Regions from separate parts of the Mus musculus genome. Here region 1 is linked to region 2. The links are chromatin contacts, called in public HiChIP or PLAC-seq maps. All regions are on one chromosome and are shown on one strand. Each heading gives the region's core, a stretch centred on a gene start, on an enhancer-like site or on the middle of the called end of the contact. The rest is flanking DNA. Distances are from core to core; before and after follow the strand shown.

The links. HiChIP or PLAC-seq counts read pairs in DNA pulled down with a chosen protein or histone mark.
Region 1: a contact with region 2 is called in an H3K27ac HiChIP or PLAC-seq map of embryonic stem cells, with 7 read pairs. The contact joins the enhancer-like site here to the promoter of Lrriq4 in region 2. A contact is called at or near these places in 5 of 39 promoter capture datasets (the C10 cell line, liver, neutrophils and 1 more) and 1 of 115 datasets of contacts at active chromatin or transcription factors (embryonic stem cells).

Annotation. Positions count from the first base shown.
Region 1 is chr3:32,761,531-32,766,014 of GRCm38.p6, forward strand. No RefSeq gene overlaps it. Among named protein-coding and RNA genes, the nearest start is that of Ndufb5, 27 kb to the left of the region's middle. Within about 2 kb of position 2,546, at least 9 of the 459 cell types and tissues checked have an H3K27ac peak or open chromatin away from gene starts, as enhancers often do. A contact at or near this core is called in embryonic stem cells, where this site is marked.
Region 2 is chr3:30,645,335-30,649,533 of GRCm38.p6, forward strand. Lrriq4 (leucine-rich repeats and IQ motif containing 4) reads left to right here and starts at 2,635. Exons shown (of 6, transcript NM_001290510.2): 1 at 2,635-2,926. The coding sequence starts at 2,892. It overlaps Lrrc34 (leucine rich repeat containing 34), which reads right to left and starts at 2,484. Exons shown (of 11, transcript NM_027941.1): 1 at 2,336-2,484.

The DNA.
Region 1 (4,484 bases), core at 1,296-3,795, 2.1 Mb after region 2:
GAAGAATGCAAACAGATCCTTGCACAAAACTCAACTCCAGCTAGATCAAAGGCCTCAACAAAGGACCAAAATGGCTGAACCTGATAGAAGAGAAAGCAGGGGATAGACTTGAACTCATTGGCACAGGAAAGGACTTTCTGGATGGAACAGTTAGCACAGGTGCTAATGTAAAGCCCAGCCAAATTTGTGTTTAGGAAGCTCCAGGGGCTAAACTCCAGTTCCAGGAGGAACACCACAAAGTCAACATGAGCAAACATCCTATGGCAGCATCTCCCCACCCGCAACCCCTTAGCAGCAGCCAGTCAGGCTACAACAGCAGGGTCAAGATACATCTAGATAACCTAAGACATCCTGCAGAACATAGATAACCTAGCCAGCCTGTTTGTCAGGTGGTTTTGCCCCCATGTTTGATTCCTGCAGATTATGCCAGAAATGTAGTTTTTAAAATATTTACTTGCTGGCTCATATGGAAATTCCCCAAGCTGGCTATAACCACAATAAGTACCCTGTACCCCAAGACTCAAGGCTGTCACTTCAAGCTCGGAATAAAAGCCCTTAAGTGTTTGCATGGGAATTGGCTCCTTGGTGGTCTTTGGGGTCCCTGCGACTTGGACATAACACTAACACCAACAATTAATAAAGAGGACCTTATGAAGTTAAGAAAGTTCTACACAGCAAAGAACACCATCAATAAAGCAAAGAAGCAGCCTACAAAGTGGAAAAAAAGTTTGCCAATTATAAATCTGCTAAAGGGTTAGTATCTAAATATATCTATATATCTATATCTATATATACCCCAAAGCCCACTACTATTACTTTGCTACAGGAACATAGCCATAAAATGACTCTTAATGACATATTGCTATATCCATAGACTAATGAATTACTCAACCCTCATCAGAGATGCACCATATTTTAATGGATGGTAATTAACACAGAGACCCACAAGTGGACAATGTGCAGAGTAAAAGACTGAAACACCCAGTCCTAGTAGGAGGCCTTTATCAAATCTTTCCCTTCAAGGCTCAGTAATCTTTGTGGAAGAGGAGGCAGCAAGATTGTAAGAGTCAGGGGTGGTGGATGACTCCAAGGAAACAGCGTCTTCCAGACACAACTGGACTGATACATGTATGCACTCACAGAGGTACATGTATGAACTTACAGAGACCGAGACAGCATGCATAAGACCCACACAGGCTCAAACCAGATAGTCCCAGCCCTGAGAAGGGAAAAAGAGCATGAAGCCCCAGCCCTGACTATCACCGGACTGTCTTGGATCTGCCAGTTCCTGAATAATGACCCAGAGAGTTACTATTATTTATAAAAGCTTGGGCACTATAGCTGAGCACCTCCCAGCTAGCTCTAACCTGGCTAATTCTAGTTCACATCCTTCCATGTGGCCCGTTACCTTTCATTCCTTCTGGGTACCTGTTCTCTATACCACCATGTCACCTGGTAAATTCCTGCCTCTGATTCTTCTCCAGAGACCCTCTCTGCCCGGAAATCTCACCTTTCCTCTTCTGTCTCAGCTATTGTCAGTCAGATTGTTATTAAACCAACCAGATGGTGAGAGCGGTGCGCGTTTACAAAACACCGAGGCAGGTGATGATCCATAAATACAACAATACCCAAGGCCAGTCAGTACTCAACCTTCTGCAGTGCAGAAATCAACGTTTGAATGAAAGACAACCTTTACATAGTGCACAAAAAGATTACCCCAACACCTGACCTAGAAGCTGTTTGCAATCCTTGCCTGCTGGGAAAGGGAAGATCGGTTTTCACCAATGAAATGTATATTAAGCACACTCGAAGGCAGGCCTCACACCCAGGAGTTCTTGGCAAACACAAAACAGATTCCCTGTTTATTCCTGGGCCTTTTGTTTCATGTTTGGCTCGTTTTTGTCGTCTTACTGTTTTTGTTTGTTTCTGTTTTTTTGCAAAGAGAGTGAGAGCAAGAAGTTGGACTGGGTAGGGAGGTGGTAAAAATCTTGGAGGAGTTAGGGGAGGGGAAAGAATATAATAAAACACATTGTGTGAAAACAATTAATTTTAATTTTTTAAGATTCATTTATTATTATATCTAAGTACACTGTAGCTGTCTTCAGACGCACCAGAAGAAGGCATCAGATTTCATTACAGATGGTTGTGAGCCACCATGTGGTTGCTGGGATTTGAATTCAGGACCTTCAGAAGAGCAGTCAGTGCTCTTACCAGCTGAGCCATCTCTCTAGCCCCCTAATTTTAATTTTTTACATGCATTACATCCCAACCACAATTTCCCCTCCCTCTGCAAATCCCAGTTCTTTCATACCTCTCCTCCTCTCACCTCCATTTCCCTTATTTTTTTTTAAAGGCCTCCCAGGGATATTAACTGAATAAACCATAGCATAATAATAAGATAAGGTACAAACCCTCATATCAAGGCTGGAAAAGGCTACTTTTTGCTCACAGGCGATTCTGCTAGGCTCTTCCCAGGGACCTGGCAACAGCTTGTGTCATTATCTGCTGCCATTGCTGACTGCCACCAAGTGTGAGCCGGGTGCAGCAGAGTGTAAAAGGACTGCTCTTTACCCTAGCCCCACCTCTCCCTAGCCCCACCTCTCCCTAGCCCCACCTCTCTCCTAAGAAAGTGTTGTAGGGCCTACGAAGGTGTTTTAAGGTTGGCAGACGCAGCACATGAAAGGTTAAACGGTGATAAGAAAATGATTTAAGATCTATAAAAGGAGCAAAAGTGCTTCAGATTTCCTCCCCTCGAAGTGCTAACGTTACTTTAGGACTCCGAAAGTTCAGGGCTCTAACATCGATGAATGGAGTTCTTATGAATTAGTAGTCTAACACTGGCAAAACATTCCACTATACAATCAACTATCATAGCCACAAGTTCAAGATTTTAAGTTTCCTTTGGTTGTCATTTAAGTATAGACGTAAAGATGTTTCTCATTATGCTCAATTTATGTATAGCCAGTCTTCTGAACAGAGGCTAGAAGTCCCTCTTGACCCTTCTGCTTCACAGAAGGGGTTTTTGTCTTCCCTAAGCTCACCTTAAAGACTGTTCATGCTTTTAACAAATTTATCTCTTATTGTAAATATAAGAAGATTCTTATAAACCTCGGGAAACCTACTCAGACCCATTTCATGGGTGAAACAGACTATCTGGATAGGCACTCCTGTCAACCAATAGCCTAAGTTTGCCACTAGTAGCCTATTTCAGAGGGTGGGATTGTCGCATACGCTTTTGACCAGCAAGAACGACAGGACCACCAGTTCTTCTAACAGCAGTTTACTCAGCAAGCTTCAGTCTTCATCTCTCTCGCTTCATCTTTTTCTCCCCCCGAACCCTGGGCCTCTCACTCTTATATACTCTCAGCCCCCCTCCACTCACGGCAGGCAACATCACCTCACCAGGCACGCAGCTTCAGCCAATCAGGGCGGCAGGGGCGCGTCTCCACCAAATTTGGACTTGTTTACACCACCAGCATCATGGTGCTCTTGCACAGCTCTCACGATGGTCGTGGCGTATTTTCAGGTGTATGAGGAAGTCAGGTGCAAGTCATAAGACTTAGCTGCAGTCCCGGGTGCCATCTTGGGACTGCTGCCACACCCGCTCCTCACAGAGGATTCCTATCCATTCCCTGGTTTTGGGACTCCCCTCCCCCAACTACTAAGACCATGGGCCTAAAGTTTTCAAATGTACACCTAACAAGTCCAGGTGTTTAATCACAATCTGCATCCAGGATAGCTACGTACTCCAGCCTAGCCTCACAGACTGCTCCAACTGGGCCTGTAGTTGCCTAGCCACAGATGGTTCCACAAATCCTGGACAGCAGTGAAACAGCCAGCTCTCCCATGACCTGACCAGTTTCCCAATTCTCTTAGGGTCCCCAAAGAAAGAATGTCACCACAAATTCAGCAGGAAGGAGTTTAAATAACCCCAACCTGCTCCATCACTACCCCTTCCTAGTTCCTCATTTTTAATTGAGAAAATAAGGAGGAATATTGGGTTATAGGTAGTTCTACCAGGCTCCTCCCAGGGACCTAGCAATAGCTTGCATCAATACCTGCCACCATCGCCTGGTACGAGCCAGGCATGGCAGCAATAGTAACATACAAAAGGACTGCTCACTACCCCAGCCCCATCCTCTCTCCATCCCTCTCTCTCTCATACTCTCGGTTTCCATGTGTTCTCAGCTAGCCTCTCTTCTCTTTCTGTTCTCTGTCCTCCCCACTTCTCTGCCCTCATCTGTCTGCCTCTACCCTTCTCCAGCTCCTCACTCCCCTCTTCCTTCAAATAAATTTTTATACCAGGTCATGTATGGTGCGATTTCTCAGGGGGACACCTTGGCAAGGGCTCCCCAGGTACACCCTTACCCCCACCTACCTCTGCATTATATTTCATAACAGCTACCCAGTAGAAGTAAAAGGGTCCAAAGTTCAGGCAGAAAAGTCAAAGACAGCCCCCATTCCCACTGTTCGGAGTCCTACAA
Region 2 (4,199 bases), core at 1,385-3,884:
TCATTCATCATCAGGTACCAAATGATCCCCAAAGCTTCAGCAACAACTAAGCTTCCTTCAAAGAAACGAGTGTGCATGCGTGTGTATGTGTAGCAAGGGAGAGGAAGGAAGGAAAGGAGAGAGAACTAAGGGTGGGGCTGGACAGCTATAAATATAACCAGAGACAGTGGGCAGACTGTGACTCCAACCAGCATCCTATCTGAAAGAGAACAACTAACCTCTATCATGTGTTGGGCTTGGTAGTGGAGAAAAAGATATCCAGAGAAATTACTCTGGGCAAAATCAAACTGACTCTAAAGCCTGCATGTGCCCCATTGGGTTCCAAAGACGGGGCAACAATCTAACTCCAGAAGGACCCGAGAAATTAGCCCACTTGGATTGGATACCTTGACACCAAACCACTTTGATAGCATCTTCACAGCAGATTGAGGTCTAGCTCTCAGAAGCATTTCCCCTACCTAGGCCCTCTTCCATCTCCTCGTTCTAAGTCTTTACTTCCTGTGTGTGGTGGAAATCCAGGGATTGTGCATGTGGAAGCCAGAGGTTGCTATCAAGTGTCATTGTCCTCTGTTCTCTGCCCTATTGTTTGAAATGTCACTGAACCACTATTACAGACACTGTTTAGGCTTAGATTGGCTGGCTCCAGAGCCCTTGAGAGCCACCCATCTCCAACCCCAAACGCTAGGGCTTCAGACATACACTCCTGAAGCCTGGCTGTTATATGAGAGCTAGGGATCAAAACTCACACCCCCATACTTGTGCTTCACCCGGTTCAGCCATCACCCCACCCCCACCTATGTTTTGCTTTTAATAAAAATAAACAAATAGGAGCTGAGGTCTCTGTTACGCAGCAGCTTTCCTAGTAGTTCCACTACTTTAAACTGTTACCTTTCCTTTCTTTTCTTCTTCTAAACACAGGGTCTCGCTGTGTTCTTCAGAATGGCCTTGAACTCACAGTCATCCTTCCCCGGCTACACAGGTATCGGGGATCACAGGTGTGTGCTAGCACACCTGGCTCCAATATTACTTTAAAGACATTTCTTGTGAACTCTGGGTCCTCCATAATGGAAGCCATGTTCTTACTCTTGTAAAACACTCATGCTACTGGCTTGATTATTCTACTTTCTGTGTACATGTATTTCAGAATACACTCTGCCACCTCACACTTTAAGTAGCCTGGCTTCTTAGATGCCAGCTGCTTCTCTAAATTTCTATATTTTAAAAGCATCCACTGCTGAGTGGCCATCTACACTCTAAGAGTTTACCACTCAAAGCTGCAGACCAAGACCTAAGATCTGCTATATTTAAGCTGAAAGGAAATGAACTTTTCTTATAATTTTTAAAATAGTTATTTTAAGTTTATTTGTGTTTGTATGTGTGTGAGAGAGATACACCAGGACTTAGGATATTTATAATATTTAGGTTCTGCTGAGCTTCGGAAGGGGGGATGGGACCTGAATGCCCCATTCTGAGATGTCTGTGGCACTTAGGGAAGGAACATCAACTAAGTGCAGTATTAGCATCCTGGAAACAGATGCTCCTGTGGTTTCTAAACAAAAGCCAGAGCTGGGCGCCTTTCTACTGGCGCCCTTCCTGCCTCAGGCTACTAACTTCTTGGGGGTGGAACACCAGCACTAATGGTGTCTGCCCTTCTAGGGGTCAAAAGCAAAGGCAGGACTTGAGTCTCTCCACGCTGTTTTCTTCAGAGGCCCCGTGACTGAGAAGGCAGCAGTCACACCCATGGGTGGAGGACAAAAGCATACAGTCTTTCCGCAGCCCCGTCCTCCTCTTCCATCAGGCTCCAGGTCAAACTAGCAGTGTCGGTGTTCCCTCCTTTATCATCTTATTTCCCTTATTAATGTCTCTCTGGGCAGTCTCTCCGGCCCCCACAACACACACTTTAAAACAATAGTCTAAAAGTAGTGGCAGGAACTCTGGTTTCTCACAACTGCCCAACAACTCCTGAATATATCCCCAGTCTTATGTTTAATTCGTTAAATTCATGGATGCACTCAAAGTGCACATGGAATTATATATATGAATGGAAATGTCACAATGAAATCCCTTCTTCTATATGATATTTAAAAAAAAATAAGATAAAGTGATTAAAAGAAACTGTGGGTAGTCTAGAAGTGGGAACTCAGAAAAACTCTGAGGAGCTTCTTGCTTATCTGAGGTATTTTCCCGTAACTTCCACAAATTCAGGGGCGCAGAGCCTCCCCTCCCCGCGGCATACCTCCCCCAGACCCTCCTCAAAAAGCAGGAGGGAGGCCAGAGCAAAGCCACTCTCCTCACGAAGACAGGGGACCAGCGTTGGTCAAGGGCGCCTCCATACCTGGGGCTTCTGCAGGCGGGATCCGCTGCCCTTTCCTTCGCCTAGAGCCCGGTGCCCCTTACCCAGCTCGCTTTGCGGACCTCGACCTCTAAAGAGGAAGGCCGCCGTGGCTGAGCTTTTTCAACAGTCTGCCCCTGCTCAGTCCTCACAGGGCTCGGCCCACTACGAGTCCAGTAACCAGAGTCGCTCCCATGGCAACCACAGAAGCTTCCTTTTGGAGAAAGAGGGAAGAGGCGGGGCCACCGTTAAGAGGGCGGGGTACTCTATAACCTCGAGGCCTGAAGTGGGAGGCAGTGATCATCACTTTAAGCCTATCCGCTCTAGGTTACACATTCTGATGGTGGAGCTTCGAGGGTTTAGGAGCCTCATCTGCTGGGCTAGGGACTAGGACTACAAACCCTGGTGACCCAGCCTGTCTCACCTTTTCCGAAGGGCTAAGCTCGGAATCTAATGGTAGAACCTCCAAGTGTGTAGTAGTTTAAAGGATTTTTTTTTTGAAGGGGTAGAGCCCCCTGGAAGAGTTTCCTTGAGAAGGCGACTTCCAGACTAATCTGAGATGGCCTATCCCAGTGCCAAGCTGCAGATGCACAGGTACAGTCAGTACTCAAGAGTATGGAGGCAGGCAAGGTCGTATCCATGTGGAGTCTTCGCATCTTCTTTGTAGTAAGGCTGTGAAGGAATGGGGCAGGATGTTCGGGACCCTTGGATGCTCGGTTGTAGACCCACCGATGATGAATCTAGTCTGGAAGTGGGGTCTGAAATAGTCACAGAAATCTAGGAGAGGTGATAAGTTAAAAGTGAATAACTAAATATGTAAGTCCTTGCCACATAGGCAATTTCCATCCCTCTGCCTCTACTACCAGGAAAGCCCGGGCAAGGCCGAAGTTCTGGGTGGGTACAGGAATTGAGTTTCAAGGTCCTTTCTCCACAGGTAGCATGCTAAAGTGCAGAAATATGTGCATTTACCCCTTGAGTTTCCAGGAAAGTCCCTAAGTTAGCCTCTGCCCCTTTCTGTCTCAGATTCTTTTGAATTAAGAAGGTAGAAGAAAGGAAAGGTTGGAGATGCTGTACCAGTGGGGTGGGAGGGGGAAAGGGGAGGGGGAAGGGGCAGGGGAGGGGTGGAGTGGGGTGTGCTCTGCCTCTGGAGCAAGCAGTACAGCAACTGACTGAGACCAGGATTCTTCTTAGTCCTACCTGCACCATCCCCAAAGGGCTCTTATCGATCAAATATCTAATGGAACCCTGGCTGGTGGGAAAACTCACCCTGCACTTGCGAGTACTCCAGACTAGAGGAGTTGCCCCTCTTGACAACCACGGAACTATTAAAAATTGTTCTCTTTGGTTGGGTTCTCCTGTCCCAGGCATGGTTGGTTTGTTCAGTTAGCTTTTTGTTTGCCTATGGAAGGCTGGCTTCTCTGCCTACCCAGCCTCACCAGACATGACCTTCCACCGGTCTTTTATATACATAGAGAAAAGTGGTTGCTGATCATTAATTTTCATCTCTGATAACTTTATATATAATATATATTATGTATGATATAATTTTTCTCAATGTCTTCTGGGGGTGATGGCAAGAGCTATGACCTTTTGGAACCTTCTAGAACTCATCTGAAACTAAATCAAAATAAGCATCTTAAAAAGTTATTTGTTTTTGTTTTTCTATTGTTTATAAGACGGGGGTCTCACTGTGTATCTCAGGCTGTCCTGGAACTCACTGTGTAGACCAGGTTGGTCTCGAACTCACAAAGACCTACTTGTCTTTGCCTCTCCAGTGTTGGGAACAAGGTGTACAACACTATGTATGCTCATCTGTGAAAAAACAATTATGCAATTTTGGGGGTGAGCTGGCTGGGAGTCCAGGAGC